Linked DNA regions of Hordeum vulgare: region 2 is linked to region 1. Evidence: chromatin contacts called from public Hi-C data. All regions are on one chromosome and are shown on one strand. Each heading gives the region's core, a stretch centred on a gene start, on an enhancer-like site or on the middle of the called end of the contact. The rest is flanking DNA. Distances are from core to core; before and after follow the strand shown.

Region 1 (4,677 bases), core at 645-3,144:
GGATGAGCACGGCGCGCCACTCTCAAACAGACGGACAAACAGAGCGGGTCAACCAATGCCTGGAGACATTTCTTCGATGCTTTGTCCATGCCTGCCCCACCAAATGTTATGCTTGGTTACCACTGGCTGAGTTTTTGTACAATACATCCCGCACTCTGCATTGGGCACTACTCCCTTTGAAGTTCTCTATGGGCATGCGCCACGACACTTCGACATCATCGATCATGTCGCCTGCGCATCCCCAGATTTGGCAGACTAGCTACGGGACCGCGAGCAAATGACAACCCTAATTCGCCAGCATCTTCTTCGAGCTCGTGAGACCATGAAGGATTCGGCAGACAAGCGTCGATCGGATCGGGTTTTCGCTGTCAATGACTGGGTATTTCTCAAGCTTCAACCATATGTGCAACGCTCCGTCGCCACAACGCTCAACCAGAAGCTGGCTTTCCGTTACTTCGGCCCCTACAAGATTATCCAATGCATTGGCGTCGTGGCTTACAAACTCCAGCTGCCTGCTTCAAGCACTATTCACCCGGTCTTCCATGTGTACCAGTTGTAGCAGGCTCTTCCCCCAACAAAACAAGCCCGGCAGCAGCTTCCAACGACAACATCAGCAAGCGCGCAGCCGGAGGAAATCCTAGAGCATCGCGTGATACGACGAGGCAACCGAGATGTTTCCGCAGATCCTGGTGCGCTGGGTCGAGCCGCCACCAGACTTCGCCACCTGGGAAGGCACTGACGAACTTCGCCGTCACTTTCCTTGGGCGCCAGCTTGGGGTCAAGCTGTGTCTCAAGGGGGAGGGAGTGTTACGACCCCTGCCTCCCTAGGCCCGCCTACTGTCGGTGGCCCCGCTCCAACGGTCGTCGCCACTGCTGGGCCAGAACGGCCTCGTCGACAAGTGAAGCCCAATAGCCGCTTCGCGGCCCAAGTCTGGGACACCGCTCGTTAGGTTAAGTAAGTGTCGATCCCTCCTGCGTGGGGTGTGAAGAAAGTAGACTGTAGCGGCGGCGGCTCTTCTCTCTCGAATCCCCTTCCCTCTCTTTCTCTCCAAACTCTGATTCGGGCCGAACCTTGTATGAATGTGTGATTGAGAGTGATTATCTACTAGGATCTTAACAATCCAGGTGTAGTTCGGCTTGCCATGCTCACAGGTGGCTACACTACGGTTTGGTAAAAGTGTAGGAGTATTTTCTTACGTCGTTTTGAAGACTTCAGCCATGTTTTTATCTCGTCATATTATCATCATTTCCAAATTCGAAGATGACTTCGGAACTAGTGCGGTTTTCACCATTTTCCGTGAAAGCGTCGCGGGGAAGTCTTGACCTGATGTTACCGGGTGGGGAGGAGCGGTGACGCGACGGTTCACCGGGAGGAGCTCAGGCTGGTCACAATGGGGAGGAACTTAGCAGTAACATCACACACTCCAATACAACTTTGCTTATGTGGCACGTATTTAGTGAAGAGAGAGGTGCTTGTGGTAACTAGCTAAGTTACCGGAACATTACACACTCCAAGAAACAATGAGTCTATAGCCTAATAAATGCATTGTTGCATGACACTACATACATGTTACTCTCCATTGTGAAGGTAGGAACATAGTTTAGGAAAGCGTGTAGTTTCCTGCCTTATGTTACTCTCCATTGTGACCAGCCTCACCCGGGCCGGGCGTCCCGTCATGCGGCGATTTCATAATTCAGACGCACGGACGTGTGGGGTTGCAGGAATCCTGGTTGTCTCGTCCCTAGCGCTGTGCGGTGTCGGGTGGCGATTGAGGAGGGTCACGCTCGCCGGAACCCTCATAATTAAAGTAAAGCGGGCGATTTGGAGCCGGAGGAGGACGAACTGGTGTACCTTTCAGATCGGTTGTACTCGTTGTACAAAGCTGCTCCGGATTTGCTGCGGCTGGCGATGCACCTGGGCTGCACGTCACTCCTATATGCGGCGGCGTAGAAGATCCGGGACTCAAATGATGGGTCCTTGGGGTGGGGTCTAGTTTAACTGGAGCAGTACGGCTTTACGATCTGCTGCTCGTACTTGTGTTTCCGGCCAATGGCGAGCCCTGCTTACAGCTAACAGCCCGTGGCACCAATCATTAGTTGATTAACAAGTCGTGACAATAGACCTAAGCAGCAGCGGCTAACCACGGGGAGACACGTAAACACCGTACTCATCAACGGCCCATTTAGGATCTGCATACAGTACTACATTTCCCAAAGACACGGCTTAAACAATCACCCGTCCGCCCAATCGTACGCCCATGACGGCATGGCACCTCGCGACCTGCGCTCCGTACTTTTATCCTACTCCACGCAAAGATTTCTGCGTGAGCATCGAGCAATGCCTCCCTCGCCCAATGGAAAACTCTTTTGACCATGGCCCATCCTTGTACGTATTTGTATTACTACTGCAAAATAGACTTTTTTTTAGAAAATGAGGCGTTGCCCCAGCCTCTGCATCATCGAGTGATGCATGCAGTCATTTTATTGATAACCTAAAAAGAACTGCAAAAATAGACTATCAGTGGGAGTATTATATTTGCGCTAGACCCCAGTTCCGTCAGTTGTCAGCAATGGCTCTGCGCCAATAAAACGTTGTCAATTCCGAGCTGTCTACAATTATTGGGTCCATTTATTATAAGTTCATTGTTGACCGGGACAAAGTGTTAGGTTCTTTCAGGCGCATGCTTGACTCGGAGCGCAGAAAACCTTTTCCCGCGCCTCCTTTTGGCAAGGATCCAGCGGCAAACGGGCTTGCTCTTTGGGGAAACGAAGGGATGCCTCCATCACAACACATGACCTCACATGGAAACCGAACGCGCGATTTTGGAAGCATGCAAGCTCCATTGCCATTGCCACGGAGAAAGAAAGTAGGACAAGAGACCCGTCAGCAAGGGGAGGGAGATTCCCCTCCTTTTTTATTCGGAGAAAAGTGGCTTTGCGAGGAGGAGGGAAAACAAAATGTGGCCAAGTTTCCCGTTCTCGGGAGAAGGAACAAAGTAGGGGGAATCTCGCGCTGGGTTGTTGGCATCGGCGACGAAGACGGTTGATGCGGTTGGTCGTTGCGAGCGTGGTGCAGAGCATCTGCCGCCGTGTGATGGTAAAATTGCTCATGTGGGAGTACTATATGCGGCGTGCTATTCTAAATATACCTTTTTCTAAAGCTTTTACTAAAAGACTACATACAGATGTATATAGACATACTATAGAATGTAGATTCATTCATTTTACTTCGTATGTAGACCCCTAGTAAAATATCTTAAAAGACTTATATTTAGAAACGGAGGGAGTAGTATTTTATGAGTTTCTTCCGGGTTGAAGGTAGATTTCACGACAAAGCACGTTGCTTAGCCTTTTTTTTTTCTTTGAGAGGTAAAACATGGTTTACTTTATTCAAAAATCGTAGTTTCGGGGAATGATTAAATTTACGCAAAAAAAAATACAGGAATGATTGAAGGATCATGACGGAAGCCCGTAGTATGCTTACCAGCTAGCAGCCCACAGTTGTTGCAAGGATTGTAAGCCCATATATGGGAAATGCATTAGAGCACCCCGGGTATCACGCACCACTATATGAAAGTAATATTGTAAAAATCATTAAAAAAATCTGAAACAACAAACCTAAGTGTCTGTTGTACACCCGTGTTCATTTTTACGGGGAATGAGCGCCCATGGTATCCGTTGTGCTGGATTTTACGATCCGACATATGATACATCTGACTTTTTTTCTATACATATATTATTTTGTCCTTTTTACTGACATTATCACGGGCATCCTTTCCCCACGAACCAAATACGGGTGTACAACGGGCATCCATGTTTCAAATCCTAAAATTTTAGAATTGTTAAAAAAATCATAATATATGTTTTAATGCTATATTCATATGGGAGCGTGTGGCATCCGAGAGCCACAAATTCTCTTCCCATATATATTTTTCCTTATATTTCTAAATATTCTAAATATTTCTATTATAAAAGTCAATTTACACACAGAATTTAGAAAATGTTAATCACACACTTTAGAAATCGTAAGCTTGTATAGAGACGTGTTTCTAACGTATTAAAAAAAAAATGTGTACGCAAAATATACATCCAAAATAATATATGAAAAAATGTTAATCATGTGTTTATAAAATGTTAAACATGCATAAAAATTACTCCTTATGTGTACAAAAAATGTACAATGTGTATGTAAATAATAGACATCAAAATATATATATTAAAAACAATGTTAGGTATGTATTTAAAAATTGTTAAACATGTATAAGAAAATCTGATGTATACACAAAATATACAATTGTCTATGCAAAAATAAAAAACCTGAAAACAACATGTTTGAACAAAAGACAAATACTGGGCTTTGAAAATGTTAAACGTGTACATAAAAATCTCTCTAATGCATACAAAATATTAACAATGTGTATACAAAAAGTATACAAAACAATACATATTTGAAAAATGTGTGCATAAAAGATGTCTATATGCATACAAGAAATATTGAATGTGTCTGAAAAAAATATGTTTGAAAAATATACTAATCATTCATTTGAAAAATATACTGATAATTTATTTGAAAAATATACTAATTATTTACAAAAATGTTTTCGTGTATTTCAATAAAATATTAAACATGCATAATAAAACATTTGTACTCTATATGAATCAGAAATAAAAAAAGAT
Region 2 (4,745 bases), core at 560-3,059, 560 kb before region 1:
CGGACATTTTTTGAATTTTGAGAAAAGTTTTGAAACCGAGAATAATTTTAAAAACCTGAACAAATTTGGAAGCGTGAACAATGTTTTATGGCCAGATCATATTTTGTATGTTTAGAATAAAATTTTGAAACGGGTTTAAAAAAAACAAATAGATTTGGAAGCGCAGACAATTTTTCGAAAATCCCGAATATTTATTGAATCTTGAGAACAGTTTTTTGTCGCACGAACAGTTTTTGAAGTTATAAATATTTTAAAAGAACGGGAACTATTTGAAATTTAGAACACTTTTCGTAAAAGCTAATACATTTTTCTAATTTGAAAAACAATTTTGGAAATACCAAACATTTTTCGTAAATCCAGAACGTTTTTCGAAAACTCAGAATATTTTCTTAAAAGTTAAATAACATTTTCCGAATTTGAAGCACAATTTATGGAATTTCTGAACATTTTTCAAAAGTGACGAACATTTTTCAAAAATACAGAACTTTTTTTGACAATCCAAAACATTTTATTTAAAAATAAAGAATATTTTAGAAAATTTAGAACATTTTCTAAAATAGTAATAAAAAGTAAAAGAAGAAAAGATATACTAGTAAAAAAAGAAAACGAAAACTAATTCAGTGGAGGGAACCTTCTATAAGTTTTCAAAACTGAAAAAAATCTGCGGCGATCTCTTCCCAAAACCGGAGCGATCTGCCAGGACTGGGCCAATCCATCTTTGTTAGACCATCGTTGCCCCCTATGTGAAGCTCTGACGATTCGCCACAACGAGCGGCGAATAAGGTTTTCCTCAGAGAAGACATAACCCTTTAAAAAAAAAACGGGGAACACATATATCTTGGCGCACTTATACGACGTATGTTAGGTCCAATAGTCATGTGCAGCCCGTGTCTGGACTACATGGCCACAGTAGTTGTCGAATATCCAAATATTACAGTTTCTATTCTGTACAAAAACTTAGAAACCAATATTATATCTTATTATTATCATATATAAAACTAACATGATAGCAAATAATATACAAATTTGATGTAAAAAAATATACACACATAGTCACAATCTGTTTCAATATATTTTTAAAAACTTTATGTATCTTATTATTACTTGATGATTAAATAAATTAGTTCTGCTGAAAAATATACACGTAACTCAAAAAGGACGATAACGTTTTTTTACACAGACCATCATTTTGAAATCGTTCACATAATGGGAAACAACTAATAAAAAATGAAAAGGCAGAGGTACAACCATAAAACCGCAAAACAAAAAGTAGTCATATGTTCTAGAAATGTTCATCATTTTTGTAAATGTACGTACATGTCAAAAAAAGTGTTCGTTATAATCATGTAATTATAACGTGGTTGTTTGTTTTTAAATATAATCATGTATTTCTTGAAATGCCTTATATATTAGCTAAATATATTACCAAAAAAGAGAAAAACTAAGATTATAACTAATAAAAATGAAGGAGGGAATGAAAAACCAAAATAATTAAGTAAAAAAAACTTGAATAATGAAAGATTGTATAAGTAAACATAAACTTAGAACAATAATAAATATAGAAACGTAAAGTAAGGGGAAAACAGAAGAGAGAAAGAAAAACAGAAAATCAAGAAGAAGAAAAATCACACAAAGAAAACGGTAAAAAAACCTCCGCATACTTCTTCCTCTAGACTGGTCCATGTCAGACTTGTGTGCCAATTTTTTGCTATACCTTGCTTCTAGTGCTTTGTAAATGGCCGGCCCAATTTCTTGCCGATCACATATACTTACAAAACAAAGAAACAGGGGAGCAACTAGGGAAGCTCCTATGCAGCACTGGACGCGTCCGTTAATGATCGGGCGCCGGCAGCTTCTCTGTCCTGGACGGCCCACTAGTTTGCTGCCCATTTTCTTGGATCTGTTTTTGTTTCTGTTGATCCCATTGAAAAACATCAATATTTTAAATTTATTATGAAAATAAAAATATATAATTTAAAAATATTTACAGATTTAAATAAAAAGGTTCATCCATTTGAAAAAAGTTCATATCTTTAAAATAGCTTCATCAATTTTGAAAAAAGTTCGTCAATTCAAATTTTTTTTATTAAATTTGAAAAAAACTACATCCAATTTGAAAAAAGTTCGTCAATTCGAAAAAAACTTCGTCAAACTTGAAAAGTGTTCATTAAATTTGAGAAAAGTTCATAGATATTCCAAAAAGGTGTATGAATTTTTTGAAAAAGTTCATTGAACTGAAAAAACAGTTCATGAATCGTTAAATAGTTTATCAATTTTGATAAGAAACCATCCGTTTTTCAAAAGGTGTTCATCAAATTTCGATATTCAAAAAAGTTTATAGAATTTTAATATTTTATAAACGGTTCATCGATTTTTAGAGAAAAGTTCACAATCTTTAAAAAACAATTGAAATTTAAAAAGTTCACTGATGTATAAATATGTTCACAGAATTTGAAAAGAAAAATCGTCAACCAACATCTAGATGGCCCGACCCATTTATGAACGGCACACGCGCGAGTTCACAAAAATGAACGTTAACTAGCGATGTGGCGCCGAATATGAAATGGCAGCAACTAGTTAACGAGCGCTTCTTCAGGAGCCTTCGAGCAAGCAATTCCAAGCGCCGTTATTTGGCGCGTTCTCAACCGTCGCTATGTGTCGTGTTTTGAGTGTTTTTTTCGGATTTCGTTTTTTATTTTTCCACACGTGTTTTCGGCATTTTAGATTGATTTTTCCCCTTTTTTTGTGTTTCGGTTTTACACCGCTCTTTCTTAACTTCCTAACAAAAAGTTAAATAAAAATTTGCGCGGAGAAACACGCTTTTTTTGAGGAGAGACACGGTTTTGTTTTCGCGAGAGGTATGGCCGTAAAAACAAAATAATGCATTCTTTTTACTAGAGGCATGGTTTTGCTCTCGCGGGGGGTACGATTTTTTCTATCGCTAGAGCCACGGTTTTTTCATCCGGTTTTTTAGTGAGAAAATTCATCAAAACCTATCAACATGGGACCTAGTTTTGAAGATCTCGATGCGAAATACCCAATGATGAAAATGGTTCTACGGTTTAGGAGAAAAATTGTTTTAAAAATACGGATCTACGAAAAAACGAAAACTTCAAGGTTGGGACAATTGATACGCATGCAGTGCACCACTTGTCGCAAACTAGAAAGATGGAAGTGATCTTTGAAAGACGAACTCCTCAATTAGTGATTTCGAAGAATCATGGACACAAATTGTTGTCACGGTTCAGACTATGCACGTAACATTAGGTGACGGGGTAGTGGCCCGTGGGTATACAAAAGTGGAGGAAGCCCTACTCCAAGACATTTGGGTCCGATTGCCCCCCTCAGCCGACTGGCGGCAGACGGCTCGTCTGGACATCGTTCTGTCGGCCAGCCGGCCCGTTCGTCTGGCCCCAACGGCAGCCGGCGGGTCAGCGCCCGTCCCATCAAGCCGTACCGACGTACGACGACAAGACCAGACTCCCGATGCAGAGGTGCCCGTGAGTACAGTACCCATTAATAGGCCCGGCGTGGCCACAGGCGTGATGATGCGAGGGGCAGCAAGGCTACAGGGCCACCGGTCACCCCCGAGGCTGACCGGGCAAGATGGCCGCGTAGCCATGCGTGCGCCTACCTACTCTGTGACGACCGACGTGCTAGCCGCTATGGCGTTCGGCCGGTGGGACCACCGTCGGACAAGACCCGACAATCGGCGGGTCCCACAACCACCTGGAGAGGCCAGGAGCCGGGCCCCTCCCCCATCTTTTTCCCTTTACTATTTGACCCTAGTTGAACTATAAAGACAAACGCCAGCCCCTCGAGGGAGGGTCCGACAAATACTCCAACACGAACACCCCTGACTTAACACACGAGAGAGGTAGCGAGGTCGGCGGCGAGAGCTCCGCCCCCTTCCTCACGAACAGCTCGAGGAGCATCACTGTACCGTTATCACCTATAGTCACATCGGCAGGACTAGGGGTTTACCGCACTGGAGGGTCCTGAACCTGGATACATCGCCTTCATGTGTCTCACGCCTACACCCGTTCTCAGACGCCTCCAGCACCCGTAGGCTCCAAACCACGACCTAAGCCACCTCGTGGCATCTGCCAGAGAAATACCACGACATTAGGCCTTTATCTTTTCTTTAAAACAATATTACTATATTTATGGTAAAAGTAATAGTTAAATATTCATGAAAAGTTTCAAAACCAAATTGCGCACATGTTAAAAAAATCTTCATACATTTTAGAAAAAGATCAATGTATATTAAAAAAAATGCTCACACCATATATTAAAATTACTCACCACGTAGTTAGCAAATGTTCAGCGTGTATTGAATAATTGTTCACCTTGTATTTAAAAAATATTGAACGTGTATTGAAAAATATATCCAGCATGTATCAAAAAAATGTTTACTGTGAGTTTAAAAAAATGTGCTATGTTTATGCAAAAGGGTTTAATGTATATTCAAAAAATATTTAGCACACACATGAAAATATTTAATATATATTCTAAAAATATTCTATGTGTATTAAAAATTTCAATATGTATTTGAAAAATTATCAGAAGAAAGAATCATAAGAAAATAAAAATAAAATGCAAAATACAAAACAATAGAAAATGAGAAAACAAAACTAAAAGCCAATAATAACAAAAAAAGACATTTAAAATTGTTAGAGAAAAAACTAAAATCCAATAATAATAAAAACAAGACATGTAAAAGTGGCAGAGAAAAAACAAAAAGG

Evidence for each region. A called contact is a pair of places that touch in the nucleus more often than the background predicts.
Region 2: a contact with region 1 is called in a Hi-C map of seedling, with 3 times the contacts expected there. The contact joins two enhancer-like sites. A contact is called at or near these places in 4 of 6 Hi-C or Micro-C datasets (leaf and seedling).

What each region holds. Positions count from the first base shown.
Region 1 is chr1H:467,032,323-467,036,999 of MorexV3_pseudomolecules_assembly, reverse strand. No RefSeq gene overlaps it. Among protein-coding and RNA genes, the nearest start is that of LOC123445839, 10 kb to the right of the region's middle. Within about 2 kb of position 1,894, at least 3 of the 3 cell types and tissues checked have open chromatin away from gene starts, as enhancers often do. A contact at or near this core is called in leaf and seedling, where this site is marked.
Region 2 is chr1H:467,588,200-467,592,944 of MorexV3_pseudomolecules_assembly, reverse strand. No RefSeq gene overlaps it. Among protein-coding and RNA genes, the nearest start is that of LOC123445882, 110 kb to the left of the region's middle. Within about 2 kb of position 1,809, at least 3 of the 3 cell types and tissues checked have open chromatin away from gene starts, as enhancers often do. A contact at or near this core is called in leaf and seedling, where this site is marked.